3 separate regions of the Mus musculus genome follow, and regions 1 and 3 are each linked to region 2. The links are chromatin contacts, called in public Hi-C and HiChIP or PLAC-seq maps. All regions are on one chromosome and are shown on one strand. Each heading gives the region's core, a stretch centred on a gene start, on an enhancer-like site or on the middle of the called end of the contact. The rest is flanking DNA. Distances are from core to core; before and after follow the strand shown.

Region 1 (3,720 bases), core at 965-3,464, 210 kb before region 2:
CAGTGCATCTAACTACATCCTCAAGAGCTCGAGGCTAAGTTAGCTTCAGAAATCCTGAAGCTTCCAATATCACATTTCCTCTCCATCAAGGTCTCAGCCTTCTTCTCCACCGAACCCTCACTTTCTCGTGCATTGCTCCAAACACCTCCTATTTCATTTGTTCCTTGTATCTCTCCAGTAATGGGTGAGTTCCACAAGGGCAGGAAAGAGTGTAGTTGGGAAAAAGAACTGTTTTAGGATCAAGCCTAGTCTGACTACTTAGCTACTAAACCAAATAGTTCCATGGTGTGTGTAAACAATTGGACTCTGATGGACTGATGCTGCCCTATAGGAGAAGGAGCTGCCCAGCATTCGCTGAGTAGGGAGCACCTTACAACCACCGAGAGAGGCTCTCCAGCCCTCACATGACAGAAGTTCTTTAAAAATGACCCACAGAGAACACCCAAGAGTTCCCCAAGATAGTTTCCAGGGACACTTTTCACAATCAGGTCAACTCTTAAGTGCTCTTTTTCTGTATCAGCTTTTATATTGACGAGCTGGAAGTAATACCAGTAAAACCACTGGTACCAAGTAGGAATCGAACAGAAGACGTCTTTGTGCTCATGCAGTTGCAATGAAAACGAAAGGGGCTGAAATAAAGGACATGGCAGCTTTGCTTCAAAGTGTCTTCAGTTAAGTCAAGAAATATGAATTTTAAACATTTGGACACTGTGGTCAGCCATATAACTGTGAGGGTTGTCTTAGCCATATAACTGTGAGGGTTGTCTTAGCCATATAACTGTGAGGGTTGTCTTAGCCATATAACTGTGAGGGTTGTCTTAGCCATATAACTGTGAGGGTTGTCTTAGCCATATAACTGTGAGGGTTGTCTTAGCCATATAACTGTGAGGGTTGTCTTAGCCATATAACTGTGAGGGTTGTCTTAGCCATATAACTGTGAGGGTTGTCTTAGCCATATAACTGTGAGGGTTGTCTTAGCCATATAACTGTGAGGGTTGTCTTAGCCATGTAACTGTGAGGGTTGTCTTAGCCATATAACTCTGGGGGTTGTCTTAGCCATATGACTCTGGGGGTTGTCTTAGCCATATAACTGTGAGTGTTGTCTTAGCCATATGACTCAGAGGGTTGTATTATGGAAAATTATTTGCTGATTAGATGACTCCATGAGTCAAGCACTTGCTGTGCACCAGGACTGGAGGTTAGCTCTTCAGCACCCACCTCCATGCTAGGTCAGTGTGGGGACCCACCCATAATAACTCCAGTGCTTGGGACCCAGAGAACAGGGGTTCCCCCAGATCAAGCACACTAGCTAGACCAGCTCTTAAACAAGCTCTGGCTGATGTAAGTACCCTGCTTCAGTATGTGAAGAGGACAGCAATTGAGGACGATACTGGAAGTGAACTCTGGGCAGCTTACCAGCCTCAGTCTGCCTATCCGTTAGGTGATTTCCTCTCCTTCAATCTCCCAACTTGACCTGTTTTTCCACCTATCCCAGCTTACTCTCTGTCTATGATCCTGGAACTTCTCACTCTAACCTTCCATAGCTCCACATTATGCTAGACTTGCCAGTCGTATATAAAGTATATAAAGGAAACTTCCAGTGGCTTCCAGAAAACAGGCTTTGGTCAGTTCTGGCAGGACTCATCCAAGAGGAGAAAGAGTTCAACCTCCTGTCTCCCTTTCATCAGTTTAAAAACTGTTCTTCAGTGTAACGAATGAAGGTGCAGGAGATGCACCAAGAATCCACCACCACCGCATCATACAAGGAACGGGATCCTTGGAGAAAATTGGATGGTTTCATGAGAACGTTATGAACTCTCTTTGATTCCAAAAGAGTGAAATCGTTTTGAGTTGATTTCCATAGTCCAGAGGAATTTCCAGATACAGTAACTTTTAAACTCTGGGTCGGGGTTCTCTGGAAATTCTTTTCCATAGTTGCAATGCTAATCTGGATTCCAGACATATTCTGTCTGAGCCAGTGGTGTGAATAGCCGTCCTGGGAATACTTTAACATGGCTACTTATTCACTATGGATGTAAATGAGCATTTGTTCTGAAAATGTAGATGGTATGGACACAGAGGATAGAGAAGAAAGAGGCATTTTTGAAAGGAAGAGAGAGAGACCAGGGGACTTTTTAGTCAAAAGTGAGAGCTATAAGCATTGTGTCCATCTGTTGAGGTTTCAGCGTGTCGGTGAATGCTTGGCTTGCTCCCATAGTCAATGCTTTGTAGAAGCTCTCAGTAATGCAAGTTTTTGTGACCTTCGATGCCTGCATTCTTTTGCACTGGGAGGATATTGGCCAGTAGCCAGTGCAAAGTTGCTTGAAAGGGCACATCTGTGAGAGGGGAAGCAAGCTTTCTAGCCACAGGCCCTTTACCATCACCCCCGTGCCTCAGTAGTCGTCTTCTTTCTGGAACTAGGATAGTGTGCTGTGTTTCCTCTGCTGTCTTCACTGATGATCAAGCTCATTCATAATCGGTGGCCTCCACGCCATCATTCTGAGCATGAGTTCATGGTTCCGAGCCTTTTGATTTTCAGTCAACACAGGCAACTGTATGGAGACAGCTACAAAGTCAAGAGGGATCGATGCCCTAGACCTCCCACCTCTGCTTTCTCCACTGACTGGTAACTGCCAGATCTCAGAACGTTTTCTGACTTTCCAAAGGTTCTATGGACCTCTAAACTCCTTGGAGCCTCCAGTCTCATGAGAGCAAGGTGCATCATCTCTGAATGAACACAGACCCAGCAGTCCTCTGCTGTATGCATATTGGGGGCCTCATATCAGTTGGTGTATGCTGCCTGGTTGGTGGTCCAGTGTCTGACAGATCTTGGGAGTCCAGGTTAATTGAGACTGCTGGTCCTCCTACAGAATCGCCCTTCTTCTCAGCTTCTTCCAGCTTTCCCCTAATTCAACCAGGGGTCAGTAGCTTCTGTCCACTGGTTGGGTGCAAATAACTGCATCTGACTCTTTCAGCTGCTTGTTGGCTCTTTCGGAGGGCAGTCATGATAGATCCCTTTTTGTGAGCATTCCATAGCCTCAGTAATAGTGTCAGGCCTTGGGACCTCTCCCTTGAGCTGGATCCCACTTTTGGCCTGTTGCTGGACCTTCTTTTCCTCAGGCTCCTTTCCATTTCCATCCCAGCAATTCTTTCAGGAACAATTATGGGTCAGAGGTATGACACAGGTCCCTCCCTCCCGACTTGAGGTTGCTTTCTTCTCCCTTCCAAGTGGGACTGAGGTATCCTCACTTGGGCACTTCAGCTTGTTGACCTTTTTGAGTTCTGTGGACTGTATCTTGGGTATTCTGTACTTTTTTTTTTTGGCTAATATCCACTTATTAGTGAGTACATATCATGCAGGTCCTTTTGGGTCTGAGTTACCTCACTCAGGATGATATTTTCTAGTTCCATCCAATTGCCTGCAAAACTCAGGATGTCCTTGCTCTTAATAGCTGAGTAGTATTCCATTGTGTAAATGAACCACATTTTCTGTATCCATTCTTCTGTCCTGGGACATCTAGGTCATTTCCAGCTTCTGGATATCACAAACAAGGCTGCTACGAACATAGTAGAACATGTGTCCTTGTAGCATGGTAGGGCATCTTTTGGGTATATTCCCAAGAGTGGTATTGCTGGTTTTTCATCTAGATCTATTTCCAATTTTCTGAGGAACCTCCAGATGGACTTCCAGAGTGGTTGTACCAGTTTGCAATCCCACGG
Region 2 (3,657 bases), core at 865-3,364:
GTGCATACAGATAGCCAACCAGATCTAACATAGGCGAGACCCAAACTTTTTCATATGCCTAGAACCTGAGCATGGTGAGAATCCCACCTGAGAACCTGTCACAGCGCTGTTCCTCCTCGGTGACAAGCTTAGTTTGAACGAAGAAAGATCTTGCCTGGAAGAAAAGGCAAGGCGTGGCTCTCTCTGTGCTACTCATGGTTGTGGTGGGACTAGGGGAAAGTAGAAGAGATTCTGCGAAATGTTCTAACCACAAGGGTATCAAAAATAGAATGTTTGCTGTATGTGTGACTTGAAAACCACAGGTTGAAATTTGACGCTCTTAGCTGATAGGTTCCTTTGGGTGGTCTCGTTCCCAGGTTACTTGGAGATTGATCAGCCTCTAAATCCAACTTCCCTCCCAGGTAAGAAGGAAGACATAGGCCACTGAGCGGAAGATCCAGCAGAACCATGGCGGTAGCGTGTTGTACAGAGAGGTGGTAGATATTGGAGTTATGCCTAATCCATTTAAAGGGAAAGTACAGTGGTTTGGGAGGATGGCAGCGAAGGGGAGGCTATGAGTGCTGGCTGGATTGATTTAAGGAAGAGCCAAGTGAGAGCCCAGTGTGGTGTTGCATGCCTTTACAGTGAAAGGCAGGCTGACCTCTGTGGGCTTGATCTACACCGGGAGTTCGAGGTCAGCCAGGTCTACAGAGAAAGACAGAGAGAGGGAGAGAGAGAGAGAGAGGGGGAGAGAGAGAGAGAGAGAGGGAGAGAGAGAGAGAGAGACACAGACTCAGTGACTGGATATGTATTCTGTGAAGACAGAGTTGTTGGGAGTATACTGATGGTAACACAGAGAACCATGGAGACATCCCTGTCCCTGAGAAATATGGGGAACAGAGAAAAATCAGTCTAACAGTCTCGATATACTTGAAGGAATCCTGGCACATTGGAGTAGGAGAGGAACCTCTGAGTCCAGGGCTCTGCACATCTTGATTGATGGACAAAGCCTGCCCTTCCCATGATGCTTCCCTAGCTTAGCCCCACCTCCATACAAGAGTGAGGTCCTGCAGCCTCAGGGACACCTCTGGAGAACTTGGTTCTAGTTAAAGACAGCTAACTATCTTATATTGAGCGTGGAATGCCACTTCAGTCCTGGTCAGATAATTTCTTCTGTTAAACGAGAACATTTAGACCTGTACATGTTAGGTGATATTTAGAGCTTCTTCATCTTCAAATATCTGGAAGCTAAATTGCAAATTAAAAATACAGCCTTGGTCACTTAAATGATTTTGTACCAGAGTTTGAAGCTAGGGCATTACACATGCCAAGTAAATATTCTACCACCGATCTATACCTCCAAACCCATGTTAATCTTTTATTTTGAGGCAGTCTTGTTTGATATGAGTTCACTCTGTAGCCCAGGCAGGCCTTGACCTTGTGATCCTTCCTGCCTCTTGATCTCAAGATGTGTGATGACAGTTCTGTGGCACCAGGTCCAGGTAGAACGTTTTGAAAAGAAAATAGCTTTTGAGTTGTAACATTGTTAGGAAAAATGTTTAAAGTGGGGGGGGGGAGAGGAGGAAAGGGGAAGAGGGAGGGGGAAATGAGGAAGAGGGGGAGAGGGAGGGAGGGAGGGAGAGAGAGAGAAATATGGGGAGGAGGGAGGAAAGGGGAAGAGGGGGAGAGGGAGGGGGAAATGGGGAAGAAGGGGAGAGGGAGGGAGAGAAGAGAGAAGGGAGGGAGGGAGAAAGAGAGAGAGGGGGAGGGAGGAGAGAGGGGGGAGGGAGGGAGAGGGGGAGAGGGAGGGGGAGAGAGAGAGAGAGAGAGAGAGAGAGGCGCGGGTGGTGAGGTGTGTTCACTGTTTAGCCTTGACTGTCCTGTAACTCACTAGTAGACCAGACTGGCTTTGAACTAGGAGATCCACCTGCCTCTGCCTCCTGCCCACATGCTGGAATTAAATATGGGTGCCTCCATGCCCTGCCTTTGCCTGGACTTTTAAATATCTTAATCTCCATCACACACGGGATACACCACATTTCCTTTTCAACCCTGGCAGCAGTCTTTCTCACACTCCCTCGCATACTTGAGTCACCTGTGGGGGTTACAGAGCAGCTCTGACTCAGCAGACCAGGGCAGGGCTGGAGAGTCTCTGGCCCCACCAGGCAGAGTACGCATGCACCAGTCTGCGCCCACGCTCCTGCAGCCTGCTCGCTCTGCAGTGTCAGTAGACCTCTGGTGGCCACATTCGAAATGTGCATTGTTACACTCGATTTTTTTTTCTTTTTTCTTCTGAAAATATTAAATGCTATGTCTCCCCAAAGCCAGCAACTCTACCAGTCTTGTTATTGGCAAAGCAAACAGGGTTTGTTGATTTGAACTCTAACTACCACAGTATTGAAACAGCCAATGTAACATTAGTTTGGACTCTTGATTTAGGTTTTGGTGTCACTCCAGAGAGGCCACATAGCCAGTTAGTGATCATCAAAGAAGGGGCACGCTTAGTCTACATAAATATTAAAGTGAATGTACTTTCTATAAAAGAATACAGGAAAGCAGTCCAGTAGAAGGCTTTATGTGGAGTAATGAATGACTTAAAAGGGCCTTCTTTATTAGTATTGAAAAAGAAAACCTCAGTCTTTTAATTTGACTCACCTTCTCCTGCCAGGGGTTGCCTTAAGTTGTATTTCTTATTAGGTGTTCTCTAATTTAGCCCTTCTATGAAGCAGACTAACCTGCTCTTTAATTAGAAAAATCGAGAGCAGTTTTATAGTAATTTTAAATTTCTGGGTTTTTTTTTTTTTTGGCTAATTTCCATCTATGCTACTGAAACAGAAAACAGAAACGCTGTCCACAGTTCAGATGAGATGTGTCTATCAGCATCCGAGAGACTCCGTTTTAAGAAACACTGCATTTTTTTCCTGTTTTTCTTCTAGCTGCAAACATTTTTTTTTTAATTTCGAATGTCAATAGACATATTTCCTGGTCCTGCCATGTACTTAGATAAATGTTCCAGAAGCCAACTCAGTTTTTTTTTTCCCAAATAACCAGAAAATGACTATCACTCTAGAGTGGGAACATCTGGCCCAAGAATGTTCACGATCTCTTAGCCCCAGGGCAATCCAACTGAAAACTTGTAAATTAACATCAATCTTAACTTGACTTTGATGGAAACTTCTCGTTTTATGCTTGAGCCGACTCAGCAGAACACAGTCCCCTGCAGATGCCGGGCATCAGTGCATTTGCTCATAGAAACTTCCTTGAGTGGAGAAATGTCCAGTGCTCTTGCGTAGGGCACATCAAGTGAGATCCCAGGGTGCTTTGCGATTTTTGCTGACTTTTCATAATCTTAGTAAAGTGTGTTGCTAAGGTTTCAAAGACGGGTGCTAAAATGAGTTTTCTTTTTTAAATTAATTTATTGATTTGTTTATTTACATTCCACACACTGCCCTTCTCCCAGCCCCCCAGAGTCCCTCCCTCTATCCCACCTCCCCTTTGCCTCTGAGATGGTGCCCCCCCCCATATCTCCCTACTCTGATGCATCAAATCCCTGCAGGATTAGGCACATCCTCTCCCATGAGGCCAGACAAGGCAGCCCTCTGCTACGTATGTGCCTGGGGCTTTGGTCCAGCCAGCCCTTGTATGCTCTTTGGTGGATGGCTCAGTTAGAAGTTTTAT
Region 3 (3,476 bases), core at 454-2,953, 190 kb before region 2:
ATATTGTTTGCTTTCATCTTAGTCAATTCAAAAGGTTTTGTATATCGCTTATGATAAAATAGATAACCGTGTTCATTAAAGAATTCCTTTTAAATGTATGCACTATATAATAGTATAAAATCTATTGCTATGCAAAACTATGAGCCATCTAGTTAGCACATGCAGGAGAGGTGAGCTTTCTCACAGTTATATGGGGTTGTACTGGCGCACAGCTTCTGACACAATACACCTTCATCTGTTTCCATCTGGTGATGCGCCAAGCCCAGGAGCAATGAACCCACTCAACCGATTCTTTATTCCTTCATCTGTGAGCTAAATGTCAGCTTTTGCTCTATTTCTCAGTTGTGGTGAATGCTGGTTTTCCCTGGCCAGTCTTGGGCAGCTAGCTGGCACTGACAAGACGGGAAAGAAGCTGCAGGCCTGGGAAATAGGAGGAGGATTTGTGGTACTCACATTCAACTGCGACAGGACCTGAGTAACATATACCCACAGGGGCTTGAAGTGCGGAGCCCTTGGCTTCCCACTAAAGTAAACCAACATCACAGGTATCCTTTCTTCTTCATGGCACTAAAGAATCCTGCAGGCCCCAGACAAAGACATATGTCTCCCCACCATCACAGCATCTGGACTGACACCTGGTTTTCCTTCCCATTTTGTATTATCACAAAGAGAAAGAGGAGGACTGAATTACTCTGAAGCCCAGACTGAGGCTCCAAGCCAGACCTACCTTTCTAGCAATGTGCGCTGAGTTGTTTTCTCAGACTAGCTGCCCTATTAATTGACATGGGCATGTATCATAAATGGCCATGACTTTGAGACCCAGGTGAGTCTTCAAGAAGACAGACAGATATTCTTTCTTCAGGCATGATGACCTGGGTTTCAGTTACTGTGGCTGACTGAATACGCCAGACTGGGTAGTTTATAAAGAATAGACGTTTATTTGACTCACATTTATGGGGATTGAGAAGCCCAAGAGCATGATGCTGGCACGTGCATGTCAGCTGTGGGACCATTCTGGTGTCACACAACGCCACATGATGAAATTGCAAGCGTGCTCATTTGCGTCTCTCTGCTATTACAAAATCACGAATGTAATCTTAAGGTTCTGCCTTCATGGCTTCATCAGATCACAGCAATCTAAAATCAACACATACCTTTGTTATTGTTTAAGCTTAAATACAAGTTTTGCAATGACACAGACAGAGAGTACACAGGAAGCCACAGAGAGCTGCCTCTGTGGGATTACTGACAGCGATGGTAGACATCGTAACCCACAGAGCTGTCTGAGGTCTATACGAAAGAGGTCTTGAAAGGCCTCTGCCCTGCTTCATTCTCTTGATTTTTTGGTGAAGGTCATAGGAGTGGATGCAATGGAGGAAGGAGGGAACACTGTCAGGCAAGGTACCAACAATGATGTTGGAGGCAAATTCTGCCAGTCTGATGAACGCAGAAATTCTCACTGACAGGTACTGTGCATGCAAAGCTAGGTGCTTACTCACTGGGATGGTGCAGCAGAGGGGTGTCCAGGCTGCTTCAGGTCTGTGGCCTTCACTTCTTCTCCATGTTCTCAAGCATGTGTAGGAAGCAGAGAGAACAGGGAGTAGTTATTTACCCTTGACAGATATTTTGCCCTCGTGGAACAGGGCACCACTGCTGTCCTGCTGCAGCTGACTTCCTTTTTGAGCCATTGTGAGTTTCCGCTCTCTGCACCTTAAATGTACTGACTGCTAAATGGGAGGACAGCTTAGGAGCACTCTCTAACAGAAGGCTGCACAAATAAGAATCACCTTCACTCTAAAATTCTAGCTTATACAGCTGCCTCAGGCAGAGTCGTAGAAACCAGGCAAGCAATGGCCACTTCAAGGACTTGCAACCCCTGCGGTCACACAGGAAATTGGCTCAGAAAGTTCCACACTAAATTTAATCTTGAAATTCTCAGTAACTTTTTCTTTTCTTTGTTTTTTTTGGGGGGTGGGGTGGGGGGAGTGAATAAGGGGATCAAGGTAAGGCAGGGTTTCTCTGTGTAGCTCTGGCTGTCGCAGAACCCACTCTACTGACCAGGCTGACCTCAAACTAAAAGATTCGCCTGCCTTTGCCTCCTGAGTGCTGTAATTAAAGGTGTGTGAAACCACTGCCTGGTTTCTTAGTAACTTTTGAATATAGGACCTCAAGCTTCTATATCATGCCCTACCTGGCAGAAGCCATCCTAGACAGCAATGCCTTTGAAAAGCATCATTTAAGGCTCCTGGCTACTCCTTGGGGGCTCTGTAGAAGTCTATTCTTTGCCTTTCATGAGTCTTATTCCATTTGCTAGTATTTCTCTATGAGGCTAGAAACCACCTTAAGTCAGGGAAGAGTGAGAGATCTTATATCCTCAGTTAGTGTTAAAGTACCTGGTATAGAATAGGCATTTGACAAACATTTCAAGTGCATTCTGGGACAAACTAGGCTCCATTGACATATAAACTAGAAATGCAAAACAATGCCTTGGGTAGGAGTAATTGTTGCTGCTCTGTGTGAACAATATGGGGTTTTGCTTTGTTTTACTATAGGTTGTGTAGGAAGAGTCTTTATAGGTGACCTTTCTGTATTAAACACATGTGGTTAACGATGTAGTAGTGTCTGAGGTTGGAGAGAGAAATGTTCTAACATTCATTTCCATATGAATTAGGGTAGACGAGTCTTCACTCCTCTCTTCTTTTTCTTTCTTTGATTCCTCCCAATGCCCCAAAATGTCCTTTGATGAAAACAGCCTCAGTGAGAGATTCACACATCCACCATTTTTATCTTATTTATACAGTTTCATTTTCTGGGCCTGAGTATTTGGAAATATGGAAACTATAAATTCCCTTGTTCTTTTGTGATCATAAAAGGTGGCATGGATGGACCAACAACAAGCTTTTACTGTTTAGAAACAAAACAATGGAATAGTTTCCACTTCTGTTCAGTGGATATAATATGCTAGGCACTGGAGTCAAAATGGTAAGTCACATCAGTCTGTCCTGAAAGCATTGTCAGGACAGCAGTATAAGTCACCATGTGTAGTCCAGGGTTTGAGTCCCAGAACCCTGACTAGGGGTGGTGAGGGCATAAAGAAACAACAACACACAGACACAAAAAAGCTAGGATTCACTGGACTGGGCTCTCTGATACAAAAGCCACCACAATTCAGAAGCTCCGGGTGTTTATGTGGCAGGATTTTCCCTGTCCAAGTACATTAAAATATTAGTGCAGCAGGAGGCCTGTGATTGGGCAGGGAAAAGGAAGGCAGAGCTAAAAGTTTCAGAGATAGAGGGCAACTGAGGAGAGGGGGAAGAAGCAAAATGGAGATCGATGGACAGGATGATTCAGAACCAGTGTGGTTTTAAATAGCCACAGGTAGGTATGATACCATGTAGGGATAAAATAATTGGGGTAACTTGTCTAATCTAGGTGGGCTGTTTGTACCTTTATCAATTGGCCCTGAAATTATTGTG

What was found. HiChIP or PLAC-seq counts read pairs in DNA pulled down with a chosen protein or histone mark. A called contact is a pair of places that touch in the nucleus more often than the background predicts.
Region 1: a contact with region 2 is called in a Hi-C map of pancreatic cancer cells, with 2.2 times the contacts expected there. The contact joins two enhancer-like sites. A contact is called at or near these places in 5 of 39 promoter capture datasets (the 3T3-L1 cell line, 3T3-L1-derived adipocytes, the HPC-7 cell line and 1 more), 1 of 15 datasets of contacts at CTCF or cohesin (large pre-B cells), 5 of 484 Hi-C or Micro-C datasets (the 3T3-L1 cell line, myocytes, pancreatic cancer cells and 2 more) and 2 of 115 datasets of contacts at active chromatin or transcription factors (CD8 T cells and embryonic fibroblasts).
Region 3: a CTCF HiChIP or PLAC-seq map of CD8 T cells shows a contact between it and region 2, with 7 read pairs. The contact joins two enhancer-like sites. A contact is called at or near these places in 5 of 39 promoter capture datasets (the 3T3-L1 cell line, 3T3-L1-derived adipocytes, the HPC-7 cell line and 1 more), 2 of 15 datasets of contacts at CTCF or cohesin (CD8 T cells and large pre-B cells), 3 of 484 Hi-C or Micro-C datasets (CD8 T cells, neurons and uterus) and 2 of 115 datasets of contacts at active chromatin or transcription factors (CD8 T cells and large pre-B cells).

What each region holds. Positions count from the first base shown.
Region 1 is chr8:35,972,542-35,976,261 of GRCm38.p6, forward strand. No RefSeq gene overlaps it. Among named protein-coding and RNA genes, the nearest start is that of 5430403N17Rik, 91 kb to the left of the region's middle. Within about 2 kb of position 2,215, at least 18 of the 459 cell types and tissues checked have an H3K27ac peak or open chromatin away from gene starts, as enhancers often do. A contact at or near this core is called in pancreatic cancer cells, where this site is marked.
Region 2 is chr8:36,182,162-36,185,818 of GRCm38.p6, forward strand. No RefSeq gene overlaps it. Among named protein-coding and RNA genes, the nearest start is that of Gm35520, 4.5 kb to the right of the region's middle. Within about 2 kb of position 2,115, at least 188 of the 459 cell types and tissues checked have an H3K27ac peak or open chromatin away from gene starts, as enhancers often do. A contact at or near this core is called in CD8 T cells and pancreatic cancer cells, where this site is marked.
Region 3 is chr8:35,990,933-35,994,408 of GRCm38.p6, forward strand. No RefSeq gene overlaps it. Among named protein-coding and RNA genes, the nearest start is that of Gm39163, 74 kb to the right of the region's middle. Within about 2 kb of position 1,704, at least 21 of the 459 cell types and tissues checked have an H3K27ac peak or open chromatin away from gene starts, as enhancers often do. A contact at or near this core is called in CD8 T cells, where this site is marked.